Linked DNA regions of Mus musculus: regions 2, 3 and 4 are each linked to region 1. A link is a contact called in public Hi-C data. All regions are on one chromosome and are shown on one strand. Each heading gives the region's core, a stretch centred on a gene start, on an enhancer-like site or on the middle of the called end of the contact. The rest is flanking DNA. Distances are from core to core; before and after follow the strand shown.

Evidence for each region. Hi-C and Micro-C count contacts between places; a contact is called where the count stands out from the background.
Region 2: a Hi-C map of cerebral cortex shows a contact between it and region 1, with 4 times the contacts expected there. The contact joins the enhancer-like site here to the promoter of St6galnac5 in region 1. A contact is called at or near these places in 1 of 39 promoter capture datasets (second pharyngeal arch cranial neural crest), 2 of 484 Hi-C or Micro-C datasets (cerebral cortex and nephron progenitors), 2 of 115 datasets of contacts at active chromatin or transcription factors (embryonic forebrain and forebrain) and 2 of 9 other capture datasets (liver and pancreatic islet).
Region 3: a Hi-C map of cerebral cortex shows a contact between it and region 1, with 3 times the contacts expected there. The contact joins the enhancer-like site here to the promoter of St6galnac5 in region 1. A contact is called at or near these places in 4 of 39 promoter capture datasets (the C10 cell line, HPC-7-derived erythroid cells, embryonic stem cells and 1 more), 2 of 15 datasets of contacts at CTCF or cohesin (CD8 T cells and large pre-B cells), 3 of 484 Hi-C or Micro-C datasets (the N1E-115 cell line, cerebral cortex and nephron progenitors) and 3 of 9 other capture datasets (adipose tissue, liver and macrophages).
Region 4: a Hi-C map of hematopoietic stem and progenitor cells shows a contact between it and region 1, with 1.5 times the contacts expected there. The contact joins the enhancer-like site here to the promoter of St6galnac5 in region 1. A contact is called at or near these places in 3 of 39 promoter capture datasets (the 3T3-L1 cell line, the HPC-7 cell line and liver), 8 of 484 Hi-C or Micro-C datasets (CD4 T cells, CD8 T cells, LSK cells and 4 more), 5 of 115 datasets of contacts at active chromatin or transcription factors (CD8 T cells, the HPC-7 cell line, embryonic hindbrain and 2 more) and 2 of 9 other capture datasets (adipose tissue and liver).

The regions. Positions count from the first base shown.
Region 1 is chr3:152,980,647-152,984,050 of GRCm38.p6, forward strand. St6galnac5 (ST6 (alpha-N-acetyl-neuraminyl-2,3-beta-galactosyl-1,3)-N-acetylgalactosaminide alpha-2,6-sialyltransferase 5) reads right to left here and starts at 1,564. Exons shown (of 5, transcript NM_012028.5): 1 at 1,357-1,564; 2 at 412-654. The coding sequence starts at 1,371. All of the region lies in intron 3 of Gm46830 (a long non-coding RNA gene), which reads left to right.
Region 2 is chr3:153,104,063-153,107,466 of GRCm38.p6, forward strand. All of the region lies in intron 1 of Gm52620 (a long non-coding RNA gene), which reads left to right. Among named protein-coding and RNA genes, the nearest start is that of Gm52620, 27 kb to the left of the region's middle. Within about 2 kb of position 1,734, at least 7 of the 459 cell types and tissues checked have an H3K27ac peak or open chromatin away from gene starts, as enhancers often do. A contact at or near this core is called in cerebral cortex, where this site is marked.
Region 3 is chr3:152,866,463-152,869,866 of GRCm38.p6, forward strand. The region is part of intron 2 of St6galnac5 (ST6 (alpha-N-acetyl-neuraminyl-2,3-beta-galactosyl-1,3)-N-acetylgalactosaminide alpha-2,6-sialyltransferase 5); the gene reads right to left. Among named protein-coding and RNA genes, the nearest start is that of Gm46830, 32 kb to the right of the region's middle. Within about 2 kb of position 1,814, at least 21 of the 459 cell types and tissues checked have an H3K27ac peak or open chromatin away from gene starts, as enhancers often do. A contact at or near this core is called in cerebral cortex, where this site is marked.
Region 4 is chr3:152,910,671-152,914,074 of GRCm38.p6, forward strand. The region is part of intron 2 of St6galnac5 (ST6 (alpha-N-acetyl-neuraminyl-2,3-beta-galactosyl-1,3)-N-acetylgalactosaminide alpha-2,6-sialyltransferase 5); the gene reads right to left. The region is part of intron 2 of Gm46830 (a long non-coding RNA gene); the gene reads left to right. Among named protein-coding and RNA genes, the nearest start is that of Gm46830, 13 kb to the left of the region's middle. Within about 2 kb of position 1,846, at least 116 of the 459 cell types and tissues checked have an H3K27ac peak or open chromatin away from gene starts, as enhancers often do. A contact at or near this core is called in CD8 T cells, the HPC-7 cell line, adipose tissue and 2 more, where this site is marked.

The DNA.
Region 1 (3,404 bases), core at 314-2,813:
CTCTGGTGGTGCAGGAAGAACCTTGGGGCTAGTCCCTGCAAAATTCTGCTTTCCTCCTACTCCGCACCCCCCCCCCCAACCCCGCAGGGCTTGGCTGGAAAATACCAGGCTCCAGAAACTGAACATCCATCTGCAGCTGCTATTACCGGGTGTCCGGATTCTAGACCAGGACCGATGGGGTTCAGGATCCACTCACATCATTCCTATTCCCTGATAAACTTTGCATCCTTCTTGGAATAGAAAGTCACAACTAGCATGCAGCCCTTCCTGCCCTAACTGGTGTACCACCTTCCTGCTCCCCCAAACTAACAGCTGCTCTGGTGGCTCACTACCCCAGGAAGGAGGAAGGATCAGGGGTACAGAGTGCCCAGGCTGAGCGGCGGGTGGGAAGGACGGCGCACAAGCTGTCACCTTGTGGTCTGCTACACCGAGGTATCCTTCGAGCTGCCGGGGTCCTGCGGGGGCGGTTCTACGTGGCTGGGGACTGCTCTCCACAAGCTGCGTGCTGCCAGTCGCGGTTGCCGCCTGCTGCTGCTGCTGCTGCTGCTGCTGCTGCTGCGGGGGCCGCTCCTTCTGGCTGCCGAGGCTGCTGTACACGAGCAACAAGCTGGTGCACATGGTAGTGAGCACTAAACACACTGCCAGACCATGGCGCTGCAGGCGGGCGGGGGAGAGAGAGCAGAAGACAGTGGCTCAGGGTGCACCAGGGAAGCTTGGCTCCTTATTGGCACCAAGCACAAGTCCGGAGCATCCGCCCCAGCCTTCCCAGCAGCCAGAGAGCAGAGGTGACACGGTCTTGCGCACCCGTCAGGGATGCTCCTGCATCGCTGCTCACAGCCCGCGTCTCACAGTGGAGGGCAGGTGGCGCGCGGTGACCAGTGCAAGGGTGAGCGCGTCCGCCCAGGGTACTTTGGGAAGGAGGATCTAGACTCCACCTAAGCTGCTCGGATTCCAGCCCTCCAAACACCCTCTCTTCTCGCCCCCCTGAGGCTTCCTGCAGAGATCCCCGCTAAGTTTGAAATCCGACAAGAAAACCAAGAAAGTCAAAGATGGTGCTTCCTCCCCGCCCCTCTGAGTTTGTGCCCAGCGGTCACAGTGGGACACCCTCCATCCCTGGAGAGGTCAGCCTGCTCCTCTGCTCTCCAGTCGCCCCTTGGATCACTCGCTAAAGATCCAGGAGCCCAGGCATCCCTAGCGCCCATCCCGGATTCCAAGCCAGGTAGAAAGTTGTCACCAATGACAGGTGACCTCTTGGCACAGAGATAGATACCCGGAGAGGCTTCCCCAACGGTCTAGGAGACCCAGAATCCCAGGGGTCTTTGCCTCTGCTTGGCAGAGTTGGAACAACAGACTCACCATCAGGGTCTTCATTTTGGGCTCCTCTTTTGTGCGGAATTCTCAGGCAAGCGCGTCCGGAGCCACTTTTTCTTGGAGGTTGTCCATGGTGGGTGATGGGGCGGAGGCTGCTCAGATGCTCACCTGGCAGTGACGGCAGCTGAGCGGGAGCAGGAGCCGCGGGACCGGGAAGCGCTGCTGTTGCAGAGATTAGAGGAGAATTAAAACTGAGCCGGACCCTCCGAGTCTTAGCGATCCACACACTGCCGCCTGCCGCCGCCTGCTGGGTCCTAGAGTCCTCTGCAGTCCCCCTCCCAACCCCCAAACCATCTTCTCAGTGAAGTGGAATTTCTGGGGCAAGACTGTTACCATAAAGGTGCACCCATTCCTTAGTTTGAAGATTTATTATCTTTGAATGGGGCTGTCAAGTTAAAAGGACGCAGAATCCAGTTTGATCCTGAACACGGTAGCCATTTGAAAATTTACTAAATTTTCAGGTTTGTGATTTTAATAAAGAAACAAGTTAGCCTCCCAAATGTCAATCGATCTCTTTAAATTTGCATTTGTGTTTACAGCCTGGCAAATGTGATCATGGGATTGTTTTCCTTAAAAATTACGCCGCTGTAATAATTTCTAGTTGTTTTCAAATGTCCTTTCCCTCCCTAATTCTGCTTTGACAAATCATTAGTCTCCTGCTTCCCTTGGACCGTACCCTTCCATGCAAATGGCTTCATTCATCATTTGCTCCCAAGAACACAATTTATATTTCTACTCAACCTGCGAAGTCCCTGGTGCTCATTTAAATGATTTTAAAGTTTTGGAAACACTCGGTGCATCCCATTCATGTGATTAACCGTGAACTGTAGAGTCTTCCTAATGTCAGTGAAGAAATATTAGCTGTTGAAGATAAAAAGTGATCTCGCATCCTAGGATCCTGAAGGCTGTGATTCGTCCCTCCTGCTGTCTGGGGCACTGGTGGCGTATACTTTCACAATCAGGACCTGGATTCCAGTTAAAAGCTGGATCATTGTTCAGTGCTGAGTTCAGATCAGTAGCCTGCTCTAAGTATGCTCTTGTCCCTACATCTAATTAGAGCAAGCATTTGTTAAACCTCTAATTTAGCTGAAAACGTATTTCAGCCACGTGACATTATTCAGTGAACATAGTCGTCTTAATGTCTCTCTTAACACTGTACATGTAGCCGTGTGAGGTTGAAGATCACATTAAGAACGATCAGCAGGCCACCTGAACCATGGGCAGGCACAGTGAGAGCCCTTGCAACTCCCCCTTTAATCTTCTCTAATCTACCGCTGGATGGATGGCACAACGGGGACTATTTTTAACGTATGAGGCCCATGTCCAAACTCTATTAACAAAGTTAAAATTATTGGTTCAGTAATGAGCATCCAGGAGACAGAAGCACACACCATGGAGCCTTTCGAGGAAAACACAAAAATTGGAAATACTATCCGATACTGCCAGCAGTGCGGTTAGCTATTTATTCAATGTGTGCTGTGGGCATGAATAGTGCCCGTTGTCTGGACAGGCAAGGCAGCAGGCAGAGGAGAATCTTATCGGGTCTTGGCAATTCTTTATTGTATGGCTGCACTTGACACTCAAATTAATGAAACAAAGGACCAACTTGATGAATCATTGCAAGCAGATTATCTGTGTTTCTCCAACACGGCTTTCGAGATGCAGCCAGACGAAGCCCCTGCCTTCCTCAGATTGTTCTCCTCCGTCTAGCAAGCTGCCCAGCAACCGATAAAACACTTCTCATATATTCTGCGCTGCCAAAGAGAGACATCGTATTTATGACTTAAGCTCATGGCGGCACATTGGACATCTGTTACACGGTGTGTCTGACCAGACTCATTAAGCTTATGATTTTTCCCTCCTCCTGGGATGGCAGTTAGCTGGTCACAAAATTACTTACAAAATGAGTACATTTAAATTTTTAGTTCTGAGCTTGATTGAAAGAACTTTAAGGTATCTGGCTTTCTGATAGTTGATTGGGATGGTAAGACTCTTGGAGGGATTCTGGCTTGGGAGTCAAAAGGACAAGGTAG
Region 2 (3,404 bases), core at 484-2,983, 120 kb after region 1:
AGGACTTTGTTACTCAGTGAGTAAAAAATTAAGTACAAAATTAAAAACCAGATGAGTCTAAATCCAAATATACACACAAAGAACACACAGGGGAGAGGAGGGGAGGGGAGGGGAGGGGGAGGGAACCAGTATTCCAGAAGGCTCTCCAGTTGCTGAGTGGGGATACCACTGAGTGTAGACCAGGGCTCCAGAGCTAGAGAGGCAAGCATGAGCACAAGGCCAGAGGTCTGTGAGAAAGGATAGGAATCCACAGACAGAGAAATAGAATGAAACTGTACTCATGGCATACAATTTTTTAAAAACTCTTGTGTTTATTTTGTGCATGTGAGTGTGTGCCTGCGCATATGTGTATATGCATGTACATGTGTGTGCTTACGTGTGTGCATACATGTGAGTGCATGCTCACATAGGTGCACACACCTCTGCAGGCATATAGAGGTCAGAGGATGACATACAGGAATTGGTTTTCTTATTCTATGATGTGGGTCTTGGGAATCCAACTGAGGTAATCAGGTTTGGGGGGAAGTGCCTTACCCTGCAGAGCTTGGCCTGACATTCAATTTGTGATAGATTAGATGGTGGCTTGCTGGTAAAAATGTAGCCCCTGGCCATTTGTCTGTGTGCCTGTGGCTACAGCAGGGCTATTGGAATGGGAACTGGGATGGGTGGACAGATACGTAGGGCTTTATATTCTACAGAGTCCTGTTACAACATCAGGTGACCACAGCTGTAAGAGTCTGAAGCTCAGAGCACGCACTGTGCTTTGTGACCGTTTGCTTTAAATCCCACTTAATTACTCGAAGCTTCTTACTTGGTGGTCAGAAGAAATTAAAGGGGTGTCTGTTAGTGAATCGGAGCCCTTTGGGGGAAGTCCTGGTCCACAGCAGCTTGCTAAATGCGTGGGGAGAATTTCTTCTTTGTTCCTTGACCCCAAATAATTCTATATTATCATGTTTATTGTCTTTCTATTGATTATTACCAGAAAAAAATGGTTGATTACACTGCATCTAAATCAATAGTTCATAGGAATCCTACTTGTGAGAGGAACCACACACCTCTAAAGTATTATACCCAGTTGTCCTTTTGAAAACACAAGCTATAAAACCTACTTTTCTCCCACACTATCTTCTAATTTAAAAGAATTATCCCTCCCCACCACCACTTAAGTTAGATTGACTCTTTTAATAAAGCCTTGTTTATATTCCTGGGCACAAATAAAAAAAATATCATGATTAAATAAATTTGAGCATCCAGGATTAGACCAGCTCACTACGGGAGACTGCAAAATGTTCTAAGATAAAAGAGACCACAGGATGGGAATAAGTGATAAAAAACCAAGCCATTATCTCATTGAACAAATGGAAGTGGACACTGGGGCCAAAATGGGCTGATCACATCAAAGATCTCCTCCCCTTCAGCTGGGTTGCCAATACAACTTGATCAATGGAGTGAACTAGTTCACTGAATGCTGCCCACCCTGATGTCTGAACATACTTTAGAATGTGTGAGTGTGGGTATGTATATGTGTGTCCAATCTGATTGTCAGAAAAGATAGCTTTTAATTAGAGAAACTGAAAACAACACAATTGTTTCCCCAAACTTGGAGGCCAAGGTATGGATGTATGATCTGTTCTTTGGCAAAGAGAGACAGCCAGAGCGTGCTCGGAGCTGCCTGCTGGCAAGGGACAGAGCAGGGCTGTGTTGCAGGGCTGTGCCCACACTTCTCTGGAGAGAGGCAGCAGCCAGTTTTCAGAGGCAGAGAGGCTGGTTCTGGATTGGTTGGAAGAACTCATCACAGACTCTGTGCCCGCTCTGCTGGCTTCATCAGAACATCTTTGCATTGTGTGATTTTGGACATGCTGTAGTCGGTGGAGCCAACATGCCCGGCTCTCCCAGAATTTTAAACAATACTCTGTACCCTGTTATTGAATCCACTCTCCCCTCCTGTAAGTCAGAATCAGCTGTTATTTTCAGTGGAGTCATGCATCCTAATGTCACGTGGCACTACCTGAGGCTCCCAACACTGTCCTTCTGTGGCTTCTTCCTGTAAATGCCACTGAAATAAATTTTACTTTGTGTTGTATTATATTTAGAAACCTTGGAATCAGTTTTTGAGAGCATGCACCATAGCTCATTCATGTTGCAGGATAGTTTATCACAACTGTGAACCCCAAGATGGTGTTGTTTACTGGAAAAAGCTGTTCCTAGTTGTAGTGAGGCTCAGCCTTAGCACACATCTTTAATACCAAACAATAAAGGTAAAATTAGTTTTTGGAAGGAAGCCCCCATGTTTGAAAGTGATATCTAATAGAGTGGCAGACAAATAGACAAATCAGAGAAAGAGTTGACAGAATAGGGTATACACAACTCTCACAAGAACAGACAGAAAAGTGAGACTCCTTAAGAGACAGCAGCGAGAGGAGAGGAGGCAGTTTTACCAGGAAAGATTTCTAGAGACAGGTTGAAGAGAGAACAACTAGGCACAGGTGAAGACAGATCAAGCCAGAGAATGAGAAGAAGCCAGAAGATTAGAACAGATTGCCAGAATTAGTGGCCAAGCAGAGAGAAAAAAGTCAGAGGCCAAGAGAGAAGCCAGATTGAATCAGTTAGCTTGGAGAGAAGTTTGAGCCAGAACAGCGGAGTTGAGTCAGCCAACCAGAGAACAGAAGGAACTAGAAAGGAAAGAGCTTATTCAGGAGTCTCAGAGGCTGAAAACATTCTAGGCCTAGTTTACATTGTATGGAAGCTAGAACCTTCCAGGACTAGGCCAAGGTTAGCAGATGGAGGCAGTAAGCCTATGAGATGAGAATTAAATCAAGCGGATATGTTACTTTTATACATTAATCTTTGCATACCTCTGTCAATGCCTCGGCCACTGCCAAAAATTACAAAGTTGATCTGAGTAGAATATGAATAGACAGACTTTGAGCTGCAAGAGAACAGTATAGACCAAGTTATCTGAGAGTGGACTGGGAACTCTAAGGAATGCTGAGAGAACAGTCCAAATCTCTTCTCTAAGAGGTAAGACTTTGTCATTGAGGTTTTTCCCATGAGGCTCTGCCTGTTAGGTCCAGGTCAGTAATGGCCTGAGTGATATGAGCAAGCCTTGCTATCAGAATTCCCCTTCAGCATCTATTCACTAAGCAAAAAATAATGTATGTATGGGATTAGTGATGCAGGGGCTGCCAGGAACCTGGGCACTCTATGTAGCCTTTGAAGGTCATATTTGAAGGTCATATGGAAGTACCAGGTGAAATGTTTGTATGGCCAGGGCTGACAGCATGACTTTCTGAGCCTACTTCCCTTGTGTTTCCATCCAGTGATGGGGGCTGTTAACTCCAGTAAAGAGTGTACATTTCTAGAATTGTACACAATTCTGGAATCTTAGAAGATGAAAGGAAGAG
Region 3 (3,404 bases), core at 564-3,063, 110 kb before region 1:
GAGCTAGAAGAACAATATACCCCAGACCTAGCTGATTCGGATGCTGGGCTTACTCTCCAGGATGTGAGTCACTAAGCCGTGATGGAGGAACTGTGTGACTGCAGTTTGGAGACGAGACTGCTTGGACTGTTGGTTTTAGTACATAGTCCTTGTAAGCGGCAGTACTTCGTTTTCCTTGCCCCAACGTGAGGTAATCAGAGTGTGTCTCTCCCAGCCAACAGCAGACAGTGGGACATGGTGATGTCTGACCTTGGAGCTTTTGCCACACCTCTGTTCTGAGCTCCTTAGCTCCAGTGTCTGGCAGCCATGCTGGGAGAAAGCTCAGGAAACTCAGAGGCCACTTGGAGGAATCCCTACCCACAGCTCCCCTGAAGTCCCTGCTCTCAGCCAGCATGGGCACTCATCATTGGGGGTAGGGGTAGGGGGGTGATGAGATGTGATAGCGGGTCTGAGGCCCGCCTTGCTGCATCTGGTCAGCTCTTAGAAGTTGTAATTACAAACCTATGACTCCTGTGGTTTTCACCAAGCTTGGGGAAGTTTGAATGCTACCTGAAGTAACTGACATAAACCTCTACCCTTCCCCAGACTACACATCTGCAACAGGAAGGAAGATCAAACAAACAAACAAACAAACAAAATGTTGTAACTTCCTCACACTCTAGGGCCTCTCAGAACCATATTAAGGTCATTTTAAATGTGAAGACAGGGTAATCCTCTGAAAGACACTTTTCTTCAATGCAATCAGGACTACGAAGAAGACCATACCTGTCTAATTGTTGACATAGCCCCCTCCAGTCTTATCAGGACTGTTAGTTCATCATCGGCAAAATTCAGATCCTTGGCTCAATGTCTTGCATTATTTTAGTGCTATGAACTCGGTCTAACAGTATTTTAATGCAGAATATTGTCTAGATGTTTGTGCTGAAGTGTTACACTGGCCAGCATGTGCGAATATCTGTAACTTGAGTGTAAGACCTTTCTGTTTACAGAGATGGAATAATAAGGTAAGAATTTGGACAGATAACATGACACACCAGACACTCCTAAATTCCTGTGGCTATGAGGATTTGTCACATCCTTCTATTTGGGTGACAAAACACCATGCTAGGTTGCCTAGGCTGGTCTCAAACTCATGGGGACTGGTGATCAGCCTGCCTCACCTTCTCTAGTTGTTGGGATTCTGGTCACATACTACCATGCTTGGATCAAAGAACGTTCAACAACCACTGACTGAGTCAACAGGGTGTCCAGGCTGGTTTCCAGCAGAAGGGAATGCACACCCTAAAGGCTGCAATTGAAATCAGGACAGACATTTCTGGAACCTTCTACTACTTATAGACTACAGAGAACCAAGTGCGTAGGCCTGACTTGTCCACAGAGCTGGGTCACCTGCAAGCTCGGTGTGAAAGTTCCAGCAGGGTGGGGCTGGCTGACGCTCCAGATGGTCTGCTCAAACTGCTTCTGACTCGCTACTCCTACACTTATAAAGATGCAAGCTTCCATAACTTCCGTTCTCCCTTTGGAAGCAATTTCCATCTCAGTGTCATAAGAATGGAAACAGGAGAACAAAGCTTACTCCTGTCGAGTGTCACCAAGCACTTCTGTGGTGACAGCAAACCCTATGTCCCCTCTCTCCACTCAGCTGACAAAGCAGACCTCTTTCTTCTTTCATAGGTCCTATGTGGAGAAAATAACACGCCTTTCAATGTTCTGTGACACCAAGATTGCCCCTAATAAATGACATTGGGAATGTCTGGGTGGATCCGCCCTCTGCCCTGTCACCCAGAGGATGCAATTTCTACACAATGGAACAGTTTAAGGAGGGGTGGCTTGCTCTCCTCCCAGAAGCTCAGGAGAATTAATGTGGCTTCACTGTTTCCCGGGGGCTTTGAAGAAGCCATCTGTCCAGTTGGCAGAGCCAGGGCCGCCCAAGTCTTTTCTTAGCCTGCGTCCCTGGCTCCCTTCTGACATGTCACACTCATCTGTCAAGTGATCTCTTTGCTGTCCTGTAAGTCAGGGTGGCTCTGAAGTCTCTGCCTTCTGGAAGCCTGTAAAATCAGACATTAGAAAGTGATAGGGGACTAACGCCAGTGATCACTTGAGGGGGAAGACCCAGCTGAGGGGGAAGGAGCCAGGTGAGGGGGAAGGACCCAGGTGTGGGGAAGGACCCAGATGAGGGGGAAGGACCCAGGTGGCAGGGAAGGACCCATGGCTAGTGTTCACCAGTGTTCAACCTGGGGCAGCCATGTCACTTTTCCTAATTGTCATCCCAAGACAAGAAGTCAAATGATTTCCAAGAATATTCGACACATGGCCAATGCAGGACATCATAATTAGTTAATTATGTGTGAATGCAAGTGTTTGTGTGTGTGTGTGGTGTGGCTTGGTCTGAAGTTTGGTCCGAAGCTTATAGAACTAACTACTCATAACTGGTGGCAGTCTGAGGAACCCTGAGGGGATAGGGTCTTTGGTTGCATACTCTTGAGGAGACTCTTGGGTATCTAACTCTTCCTATTCTCTCGTTGATTTTCAGCTGACAGGAGAGATGGGTGGCTTCTCGGTTACGTGTTATGCCACGCAGGACTTCCTCCCTCCAAGCCCAAGAGCAGGAAGGTACCATGACCACAGACATTCAAAACTGAGCATTTTAAAAAAATCTTAAGTCAACTATTTCTTTTATTTTGTATACTAACAGAAAAGAGGAGAAGGCCGTCTGATAGACTCTTCTTTCTCTCTTATGTTGTCTAAGGGAAGGGAAATCTACAATCGAAAGCAAAACAAATACTGCCCCAGCTGACGGGCATCTTTGATGAGGTATCACGGGAGTTTTACAATGTGTATGTATCTATAATCAGGATTAAGATTGGAAGAGTTTAGGGTGAGTCAAGCCTTTTGCTTTACAAATGAAGGCAGGGTCTGTCCTAGCAGTGGACACTGTGGGTTAGAAAGTCACAGGCTCTCCCCACTAGGCGGGAGTGCTTCTGCACAGGGTCTTTGCAGCTTCCTACACAGTGGGGATTTACCAAGTCTTCCCTAAAGGACCTTCTCTCACCCTATACATGATAAAAACAGTGGTTTGAGCAATTCACACAAGCGTAAGGCCATCTTGCTTCCATCAAAGCCTCAGAGCCTCCACAGGGTGATATCCCTGGTGTTCATAGCCCCGTGGGACCCAGCAGCAGGTTTACTGCCTGCGGATCAGGTGTTTGTCCCAGTGCCCCGGACCCTCTCCTGGCCAGTCTCATACACTTGTCCTGCCTTCATAGCTTCTGGGGGCATTCGTAATTTTCACCCCTAAACCCACACTGATTGGAGAATAAGACTGCCATTTTCATAGCCTGTGGAACCACATCTATTCCACTCCACCGACATCCTGGTGCTCAAGGAAACAACGCCCAGCAGAC
Region 4 (3,404 bases), core at 596-3,095, 70 kb before region 1:
AGCAGCAGCAGCTTATGTGGCCTCCCCGCCCCCATGGGGTTTGAAATCTTCAGGCTCATTTTGACCTTTCAACCCTGATTTTAATTAACCTCTGAGCCTACTGTTTTAAGACCCATCCCAGTTTTCCTCCCCTGTCTTGTCTGTCACCAGCTTTCCAATGCAGTCTTATCTCCTAACGTAGGTTCCGCGTCTCCCTCACCATATTATATAACTCATGTTTGCTGCTTTTGTCATATAACACTGTCATTTCTTTGGGAGAAAATTTGGCTCTAAATTTCATCAGAATCACTAATTTATTGCCTGTATACAGTAGAAACTTTAAGAGGTCTGGCTCAGTAGACTAGTCTAATAATCTATCATCAAAGAATGCTAGTTAGTTATCTCTTGCACCCTCTGCTCTCTTGTCTGTAAGTTGTGAATAATACTAAAAAGTTATACATGCAATTGATGAACTACAATCTGTGTGAAGTACAGTTAGTACACCTGTACTGTATATACAATGACAATCATCAGCACTATCGTGAGCATGTCACTGTCACTATACTGACAGAGTTTTAGGTTCCTGTATGCCCATGAATATCTGGTGTAGCCTGGTGGAGGACCTGGCCTGGAAGTCAGAGATGCAATATCTCTCTCACCTCTGTCCGTGACCTTGAGCCTGTGTGCATGACCTTGGGTTAGTCAGATGGGTATGGACTTGGGGACAGGGCTGAGCCTCTCTGCACTCCTATGATTGAGACTATGATTGCACATTGCTGTTTTGAGTCAGGTCCCTCAGTTTGATCTGGGCTCTCAGTGACAGGCCCATGGACTCGGGCTCAGTGTGGACTACTCGGCCATCTTGGAGATGTATTGGTGAGTGCACAGATATAGGGCCACTGCACTTTGGCAAATGCTGACTATAGAATGGTTATGGCCTTCAGTTTATGATCTCAATGGCTGTTTGGGCATTTTGAGAGGAAAATGCAATGCCGGAGAGTTACAGAGGGGACACACCTGATGGTTTTTCTCTTAGCTGATTCTGTGGGAGGGACGCCTCTCCAGCTGATCAACCTAGTGACACTTCTCCAACTCATCCTCCCTGCAGACACCTCAGGTCACGGGACCAGTGGCCTCAATTACAGAGGCAGGGAGACAGATGCCAGAACCACACGGTTACAGTTGGAAGAGCCCTTGTCTAGTCTAAACATTTGATTTTACACATGAGGGAACTTCATCTCAGAGAGACCAGAGGACAGCTACAAGGTCACAGAGTTAGAAGTAGAATTTGGCATGGACAGCATAGGTTCTGGAAACCCAGCTGAAAATGTGTCCCACCTTCCCCAGGACCATCCACAAGGGACGAAGACAAAAGTGAGCCCCAAATAGGCAGCATGTAGAACCTTCTAACCCTTCTGGCCCCCAGTCCTGAAATAAGGTCTGATTGATCAAGACTGTTGGGGAAAGCGTTGACGGGAGCTTGGGGAGAGAAACACACTTTCTAATTCTTCACTCCTGTGTGAAGAGCAAAGCTGTTGTCATTAGGCTGTGTGTTGCAGAATCCTAGAACGGGAGCAACTGGTGCTCGAGGTCTTTTTCTCTTGTGCTTAAGGACCTACTCAGCACCCTGTGGTGGCAGGTCATGGGAGACAAAGAATGTGGTTGTGTTTCCTGAAATGTGTTTCCTGTCATGACTCAGGGGCCCCTCCCTTGACACCAGCTCTGTGAGAGGACAGTCCCGGGAACAAGTCGGCATGAGGCCTGGCACCTGGGAGGCTTTCAGAAAGCTGGTTGGATGAGCCCAGAAGGCGTCGTGTGTCGGTGACTACATGCCACAGAAGACGCAGTAGAACGTGAATTGGCTCAGCAGTCGGAGCCCTGTAAGACGTGATGATCAGGCCAGTGGAGAGTCTATGCTCTCACACTTGCATAGGCTAGTCGAGTGGGGCGGGGCAGGGAGGGGGGAGGAGAAAGCTTTTCTCGCTTGTATTCTCATTTCAGTAGAGTAAGCACGAATTTGTGGTTCAGTGGTTCCGCCTCTCACTGTGCTTTTCTTCCTCTGACTTCTTGCTCTTAAGTAGAAGTACCAGCCTGCAATTCTGTTGGGGCATTGTGCGTAAGCCGGTGTTTTTCTTCTGTCTCCTTTTCTCTGGAATTTTCTTTTCTTTGGAGAGACATGGCTACTGCAGGGTCTGAGGCCCACAGTGTACCTGAGGGAGGAACACCGATAAGTGCTGAGGCAGGTTGACCACGGGGGAGACAGGAAGTCTCCCATGGCGGAGCCTGGTAACCATCAAATCCCCTATATCGCTCTGGAATCTTCCTTGCTCATTTGGGGTCAGGTGACTGAGTTGTTTCTCCATCAGTAGACTGTGAGAGTGAGTGTCGTAAGTCACTTATGAACCTGGGCTTGCTGACATGCCTGGTGCTAATGTCCAGCTCTTCCACAGCAACCTCACAGGCTACCACCATATGGGAAAGGGCTGTCTGATGACTCTGGTCTACAGTGCAAAGACAACTCTACCCCTTGGGCCTTATTTGTAACCGAATCATTACCTACCCCACCCTGGCTTTTTATTCTAGTCTACAAAGCCCACCTCATCTGAGGAGAGCACGGAGGCTGGATTCTGACCGCTGTGTCCTCTTGGCTGTCTGGTTTGGGAGTGCAAATGCACTGGTTCTGGGCAGATGGTTGGTGGGGAAGTGGGTGTGTCCCCTTACGCTCCATTCTGCTCGGAGTTCCCTGAGCTTCTGTCATCTCCGTTCTCTTTAAGTGGATACAAGAAGAAGTTTTAAGGATGAAAATGAAACTTTAAACACTGGATGGTTTTGCGCTGTGAACTGTCAACGCTTTAAACTGTTTTCGTAACCCTGATAAGCTCGGCATTTCAGTCATCTCAGAGAGATTAATTTTTGCTTATTTTCAGATATAGTTGAGGTATTTTTAAAAGCTACAAGTCATTGCTGTTAGGCTGGGGACTTTTACATTATTATTAATCTGGAGGTATGAAATGTATTCATCCCAAACTTTGGGTAATTATAATGAAATTTTAAAAAATTAACAAATTCTGGGGCGGGAAAGATGGCCCTGTGGTTGAAAGCACTTGTTGCTCTTTCCGTGAACCCGAGTTCAGTTCCCAGTACTTACACAGTGGCTTTCAACCATTTCTAACTCCAGTCCAGGGTTCTGATGGCCTCCTCTGGCCTCTTTGGGCACCAGGCATACATGGTGCACAGATATAGATACAGGCCAAACACTCCTACAGACAAAATACTTTTAAAGAAAGTTTTTGCATTATAAACTTGGTTTCATTTTCATTCTCTATGTTAACCTGCCATTAACAAGTGAGCCATTGTTTTGACCTTGAATCATTACTAGAACGACCCATGATGAGGCATTAGTAGAAGCTGGTTTGGTAAATATG